Regions from separate parts of the Zea mays genome. Here region 1 is linked to region 2. The links are chromatin contacts, called in public Hi-C maps. All regions are on one chromosome and are shown on one strand. Each heading gives the region's core, a stretch centred on a gene start, on an enhancer-like site or on the middle of the called end of the contact. The rest is flanking DNA. Distances are from core to core; before and after follow the strand shown. Region 1 holds the start of LOC103652383 (SKP1-like protein 1). Region 2 holds the start of LOC103650944 (Erythroid differentiation-related factor 1-like protein).

Evidence for each region. A called contact is a pair of places that touch in the nucleus more often than the background predicts.
Region 1: a contact with region 2 is called in a Hi-C map of leaf, with 8 times the contacts expected there. The contact joins the promoter of LOC103652383 here to the promoter of LOC103650944 in region 2. A contact is called at or near these places in 7 of 25 Hi-C or Micro-C datasets (ear, leaf and tassel) and 1 of 3 datasets of contacts at active chromatin or transcription factors (seedling).

The regions. Positions count from the first base shown.
Region 1 is chr3:178,767,299-178,770,561 of Zm-B73-REFERENCE-NAM-5.0, forward strand. LOC103652383 (SKP1-like protein 1) reads right to left here and starts at 1,880. Exons shown (of 1, transcript XM_020551156.1): 1 at 1,092-1,880. The coding sequence starts at 1,838. The coding sequence ends at 1,239.
Region 2 is chr3:178,449,649-178,453,372 of Zm-B73-REFERENCE-NAM-5.0, forward strand. LOC103650944 (Erythroid differentiation-related factor 1-like protein) reads left to right here and starts at 1,946. Exons shown (of 10, transcript XM_020550408.3): 1 at 1,946-2,242; 2 at 2,939-3,051; 3 at 3,220-3,427; 4 at 3,509-3,724. The coding sequence starts at 2,100.

The DNA.
Region 1 (3,263 bases), core at 630-3,129, 320 kb after region 2:
TGCCGGACCGACTCGTTAGCCTGTCGGTCCATTTGATTAACATCATTGTATTTTTTATGTTGTTAATGATATGATCATTGAAAGAGAGAAACCTTGTCAGTATTGCAGCCATGACAATAGCAGCGACGACGATGAAACTTTTAACAGACAAAAAACATCTAACGATCACATGTGGCTATCAAAATTGGATTTTGAACACAAAGATGGATAAAAGATGGGTATAGACTGCTCAAGACAGTGTACAAAACACAAAGATTGGTAAGGTGAGTATTAATGTGTGTTTGGAGACTACAAACATAGTTCATTAATATATCAATTTAATATACCAATTTTACAATTCCATTTTTGATATTTTAATTAAAATCTTTTTAATTTTTATTTATTCTAACACTTAATTATTATAAATCCTATTTTAGTTTCATTTTTATGTTATTATTATTATTATTACTATTAAAGCAATGGAATCATCCATACGCCTTATGGTTTATCAAGATAACATGTATATTATGTGATTAATTCAACACCACTAAATTCAATTGAACTAGGTATTTAATTTTGTAAAAGTTAAGTGACATGTATATAATTAATCCAAATTTTAATCGGAACCCCATGCAGACCATAGAAATTTATGAGGAGAAAAAGGGGCAAAAAAAAAGAGCGGATGATTGGAATCGGTCTCATGACCCTACATGCGCTTGTGGGCACTAGATAATATAACTTCAGATTTAAATGTTCTAAAATTCAATAAAAACATAATTTCTAAAGACAGGTTGCACTTTTTGTTCGGATCTGAAAAGTCAGATCAATGAATTTGTAGATAGATTTCTTGAAATTTTGATTCTTGACTTTGTAGCTTAATTATATTCGCAGCATGTAGATGGAATTCCTAAATACTTAATATATTAGCTGATAACTGCAGATCACAGACGAACTCCTCAATATATTGGCAACGACTAATATGCAAGCAGACGTTAGGTGCAAGCGTGTAAGCAGCTCAATTGGTGCATTGAATCTAGATCTAACCGTATGTGTAATCGTGATTTGTTAGGGTTTTTTATAAAGTTAAACGAGATGGTGGTGGAAGGATTTAAACGTTAAATATAGCAATACGGTTAGATCTAAATCTAACGGACCAAAAGACATGTTTGCACACTTGTATATAATGGCTGCTTGCATATTAGTCTTTGCCCAATATATTAGCTAATAATTATAGATAAAACATACTACTTATTAATGTATCAGATCAGAAGATAACTGTAGACGAGCAAACTAGCAATCAAGATCAAAGCTAACAGTAACCACGGCGGTCCAGTACGGACGGGGAGCGGGAGACTACATCTCTCGAAGGCCCAGGAGTTTTCACTACGGATCGCCTCCTCCTCCTCTTTGGTTAAGTCGTTCTTGATGTTGAAGGTCTTGCGGATCTCCTCCGGTGACTTGCCCTGGATCATGTCGACCACCGCCCGGCAGGTCAGGTCCTGCAACCCCTTGATGTCGAGATAGTTGGCAGCCATGATGAGGTCGAAGAGCGTCGCCGTCGCGACCTTGACGAACTCGGCGTCCCACTTCTTGAGGTCGACCTCGCCGCCGCCCCCAGCTGATGAGGCGCTGGTGGTCTCCGCGGCGTCGGAGTCGTCGTCGGCGGGCTTGGCGGCGGCGTGGACGTGCTTGTTGCAGTACTCGATGACCAGGGCGAGAGTTTTGGAATTCACGTTGGGGAGCGGGATAACGTTGTTGGCGCAGTCGTCCTCGATCATGAAGCGGATGATCTCTGACTTCATCATCACCGCCTCCTCCACCTCGAACTCCTCGTAGTCGGAGCTCCTCAGCGTAAGCATCTTCTTCGCGGTGCCGCGGGCAGGCGGGGTCGGCAGTCGGGGGTAGGGCGGTAGGCTGGCGACTCTCGCACGCGGCCAACTACGATCCACGATGCGGCACGTCCGTATATATAGTGAGGGGCGGCTTGATAGGAACGGGGGAGACACCACGGCCGCGGTACGGTAGGATACGGTAGGTGCAGATTGCATCTCCTAGATTCGCTCTTGTCAGTTGCCTGCTGCACGTGATAACAATCAGGTCTCAGCCCTTGATTTTCTGTTATGAATCGCGGGCCTGTTGCATGCCATGCATAGCGCCGGGCGTGCTCCTAAAGTCCTGTTTTACTTTAAAAAAACGCATAGTTTTGTCTATAATTGTAACAATATTTTGGTGATATATGTACGTGCAATTGCTCATATCTCTACTATACTTAAGCACCGGTTTCAATGGTCGTCTCGTGTCATATTTTTACAAATAACCTCTCACAGCTATTTCAAATTAATCCGTTGCACGTCTATATATGGCCAAACGGCGGCCCGGCACGGGCCATACACTCGCGGGCCACAGCTACGCCTATAGATAGCCAAATGACGGCCCGGCACGGGCCAGACGCCCGTGGGCCACAGCTCTGGCCCAAGCAAGTAGGAGTGTAAACGGATACTTATTCGGATATCAGTTTTTGGTCTTTTTTCTTTGATTGTGAATTAATAGAATATAGAATCTGCTATGCAAATTTATATTCTTGTTTTTAGTATTGAGTTGGTAAAGATTCATGAAAGGTAAACCTTAAATCTATCATATATCTTCTCAAATAATAAATATAAATTTCGGATACAAATCGAATACGGATACATATATTTTTTCACCTTTTTTGTTGTATGGAGCAAATAATGTATGAAATAATTTATACAAAATTTTATTCTTATTTATAATAATGTGCTTCATAACATAAGAAGAGATTAGCATCAAATTTCATACATATCTATTTTAAAATATTAAATTTGTCCTAACAGTTCGGATATCCATTTACATCCGTACAAGCACGTCATGCCGACCTGCTGACTGTGTCAGGCCGGCTCGTTAGCCTGTCAGCCCATTTAATTAAATCAACGTAAAATGTTAAAAAACAAAAAACGATGCATGAGGTGGGTTCGAACCTACGTAGAAGTGTAAACGGATACTTATTCAGATATCAGTTTTTGGTCTTTTTTCTTTGATTGTGAATTAATAGAATATAGAATCTGCTATGCAAATTTATATTCTTGTTTTTAGTATTGAGTTTGTAAAGATTCATGAAAGGTAAACCTTAAATCTATCATATATCTTCTCAAATAATAAATATAAATTTCGGATACAAATCGAATACGGATACATATATTTTTTCACCTTTTTTGTTGTATGGAGCAAATAATGTATGAAATAATTTATACAAAATTTTATTCTTA
Region 2 (3,724 bases), core at 696-3,195:
GAGTTTTCTTGAACGAGTTAGAATGTTTAGGTCTGGTCGGGGCCAAGCATCTTGAGGAGTCCACAATAAGTGGTCCGAGGAGAAATATTAAAGCGCCCACAATAATCGAAATAAGACAATTTTCGATGGTGTTAGACCTTCCATAAGCGAAATGTTTTTGGAAGAAAACATTTTAGGGTGGATTTATGTTTACAATTGATCATTCCTATATATTAAAGCGCGGTGGAATCAAGCGATCTGAGGAGTCCATGTTGCCCAAATTACTTTTAACCGTTCAATTCCTATCGTATGGCTGTTACACTATATTCTGGACACTTCCTCCGTAGAATGGGCTGCGTCATAGAAACTTCTCTAATATATGCTTCCCGACACTTCCCTCTCGAAGCACATACGAACAGATGGCACAACAGTAGATAAAACAAAGGAAGCATCCAATGAAATTGTTCGTCTTCCCGTCGCTTTAGGTTATTATAATCTTTCCTTCTACAATTTTTTTAACATGTTCCGAGTCCTGTTCCACTGCGCATCCACGAATAGAGCTAACAGAGCCAATAGAGTATTTTTTAATAGGAAGGAATGTAGGAGTACGACAGAAGAACTTGAAGCACATTCACTGCTCTTATTTCAAGACCAAAAGAAAGAAAAATTGAATTGCCTTCACTAGACTCCTCTTTTCAAGATAAAGGTAAAAACATATATTTTTTCTATCTTGCTTTGCACAAGCGCACTCCCAAAAACTTTAGAATCTTGACATGTCACAGTCTAAACATGAATGCTTCTCAACCTTTTAAATGCCTATAATTATACTATCAAATGTATTACTGTTATGACATACTTTCTCTTCACGTTTTAGTTTAAAAATAACTAGCCGACAATAAAATATTCGAGAGAAAGTATAAAACTTAGCACATGTCTCTAAGACTCTAACTAATAACCTGCGCACTAGCTACTAGTGTTATATAAGAAGAAATGAAATCTTATGTCAGGTGAACTCTTGAGGATTGTTTTATGTAGTGGCGGAGCCAGTGTAAAAGTAAAGCCCGGTCACCCGGGACTCCACCATTGCACTGTCGTCTGTTGCCCGTCGGAGCAGGTGCTCCAGTTCCGTTCATGCACGACGGTGGTCTTCAAAGGCCTAAGGCGGCAGTGCTGAGGTGTGAGTCATTGTGCAGAGGAAAGGCCGAGGACACCGGTAGCAGGGATCGTGCGTCACTCGCGTTGAAGCCAATAGAGGAGCACCAGAGCCGAAGCCCGGACACGTGCCTAGGCTCGCCGGGCTGTGGCTCCGCCACTAGCTTTATGGACCTACGGGACAACTGGACAATTACATTGATCGGAGAATTTCACACTATTTTTGAAACGGATATCTTCAACGAATTTCTGGAACTGAAAGATGAAGCTAGTGTGGCATGGGTCTAGCTGCTGCATGCTAGCCCGCTCCCTTTGAGACTGGGCAACGATTAATATACAGGAGTTACAAACATGTAAGTAGGTCTTTTGTTCTACCGTATGTTATATTTAATATTTAAATCCTCTCACCATTATAGCTTTATAAAAAAGCTCATAGCAAACTACAATTACAAATTCAACGGACGAACAGAGCTTGAATTGCATATTAGGTAGTGTTTGGTTGAAGAGCCAAGTAGAACAGAGCCGTTATGTCTCAGTTTTGTTGCTGTTTGGTTACAAAGTAACTATAACGGAATGACTCCAATTAGGGAATATTCTTCTCAGATCCGGAACCATTCCGCTCCAAAAAATCAACCGGACGGAGCCGCTCCGTTTCCATCCCGCTCTCACAGTCACGCTCCGTTCCGTTCACTCTGCAACCAAACAAAAAACAGAGCCACTCCGTTCCAGATTACCAAACACAAAACATATCGGCTCCGTTTCTAGAATCAAGAATGGAACGGCTCGGTTCTACTTGCTCCTCAACCAAACACTGCCTCAGTGTTTTTCCATTTGGGACCGCAAGCCTTCTCGAACCCATCAAACTGCCAAGCGAATCACCGCGAAGCAAAACAGCGAGAAAGCTCCGTCCATAGAAGTGCTAGAACGCCAGAACCCGCCGCCGGCGAACCCGAAGACTGCGCCCAGCTATGGACGCGCCGGGAGAGCTGCAGTGCGTGGGCAGGCTCGAGGTCGCCGCGCCGCCGCCGGCGCGCTACCTTCGCGTTGGCTCCCTCCCCGTCCCCACCGACTCCTCTGCCTCTCTCCCAGTCCTCCTGCCTTCTCCGTCCCCGTAAGCCCCACTTCCCCACTCTCGCCTCTCCGTATATGCCTACGCGCGCGTGTTTAAGCCCTCTGGCTACTGTTTGTCCTATTCTCAATCAGGAGGGGATGATGCTTCTAGGGTTTAAAGCGTCTCGATTGACCTGTAGGACTTTTGTTAAGGGTTGAGGCTGGGAGTTTGAGATGGAGTTCCATGGGAATGAACACCATCTATGTTGTGCAATTAGAAGTATTTGTGTTTGTTATTTGGTAGCGATTAGGGAAGACCCTGGGGATAGTACGCTTCAGTTGAGTTCTGCAGATAAACTGCCAATTGCTTATTGGATTTACAAATTGTTATCATAGGAAATGGTGATGAAACTGCTATGGTGAAATGAATAGAAGTCTTGTCCTACTATTGGCTAGGATTGGTCTGATCGATGGATGCAACCTACCAAAATTCAGTTGCTATATCATGTAAAAATGAAACGAAATGAACACATATTCTGGTGGTGGTATGCTGATGGGTACTGTATACCATTTACCCTCTTTTGGTTTTATCTCCCATACTGCAATGAATAACAAGCATGTGCACACAGTCATATTGAAAGATAAAAATTATAAAACGACACTTAGTCGTTATGGTCCTAATCCTGTAGCTGGAACTGAATAATGCATGCAAATGCCTCTTCCGGAGAATTGCTGTTTAATTCTGTTCTTGATGTAGGATTGGTGCTCCAAGGTATCAAATGCTGCCATTAGAGACTGATCTGAACACACTCCCTATGATTCCAAACATCCCAGAGAAGGTTTTTTCAAGTGATGCTAAGAGTACTGAAGGTTATCTCTATTAACCCTTGATAATTACAATCTGATCAGCATAAGAGGAATACTGGCTTGTAGCTAACTTTCTCTGCGAACTGTTCGGCACTGATGAATTACTGTAGGTATTGTGTGCGACAGTTCACTTTTTATTGTCACCTTTATGACTCTGTTCATACTCTTCAGGATTACGGTATGACAGTGGTCATATCAACCAGAACTTATCAAGGAAGTGTGAAGCATTAGCTGTGTCAGGTTTGGCAGAATATGGTGATGAAATAGATGTGATTGCCCCAGCTGATATCATGAAGCAGATTTTCAAAATTCCATACTCCAAGGCACAAGTATCTATTGCTGTAAACCGTATAGGAGATACACTCATTCTAAACACAGGGTATGTAGCTGGTTGCATAATCATCATCATGCTGAGTATAGTTAATACACATGAATGTTTAATCGTGTATTCGTGTTGTAGGCCTGATGTTGATGAAGGTGAAAAGATATTCAGAAGACAAGGTAACCAGCCTAAAGGATCTGATCCATCAATATTTCTGAACTTCGCAATGCACTCTGTGCGAGCAGAAGCTTGTGATTGTCCCCCAAGTCATCAACCTTCACAGAAGAAGCAAACAGCATCTGCAGTATTGCGTGGATCTTTTGGCTGTGACGAGGGTTCTTTTGATTCATCCCC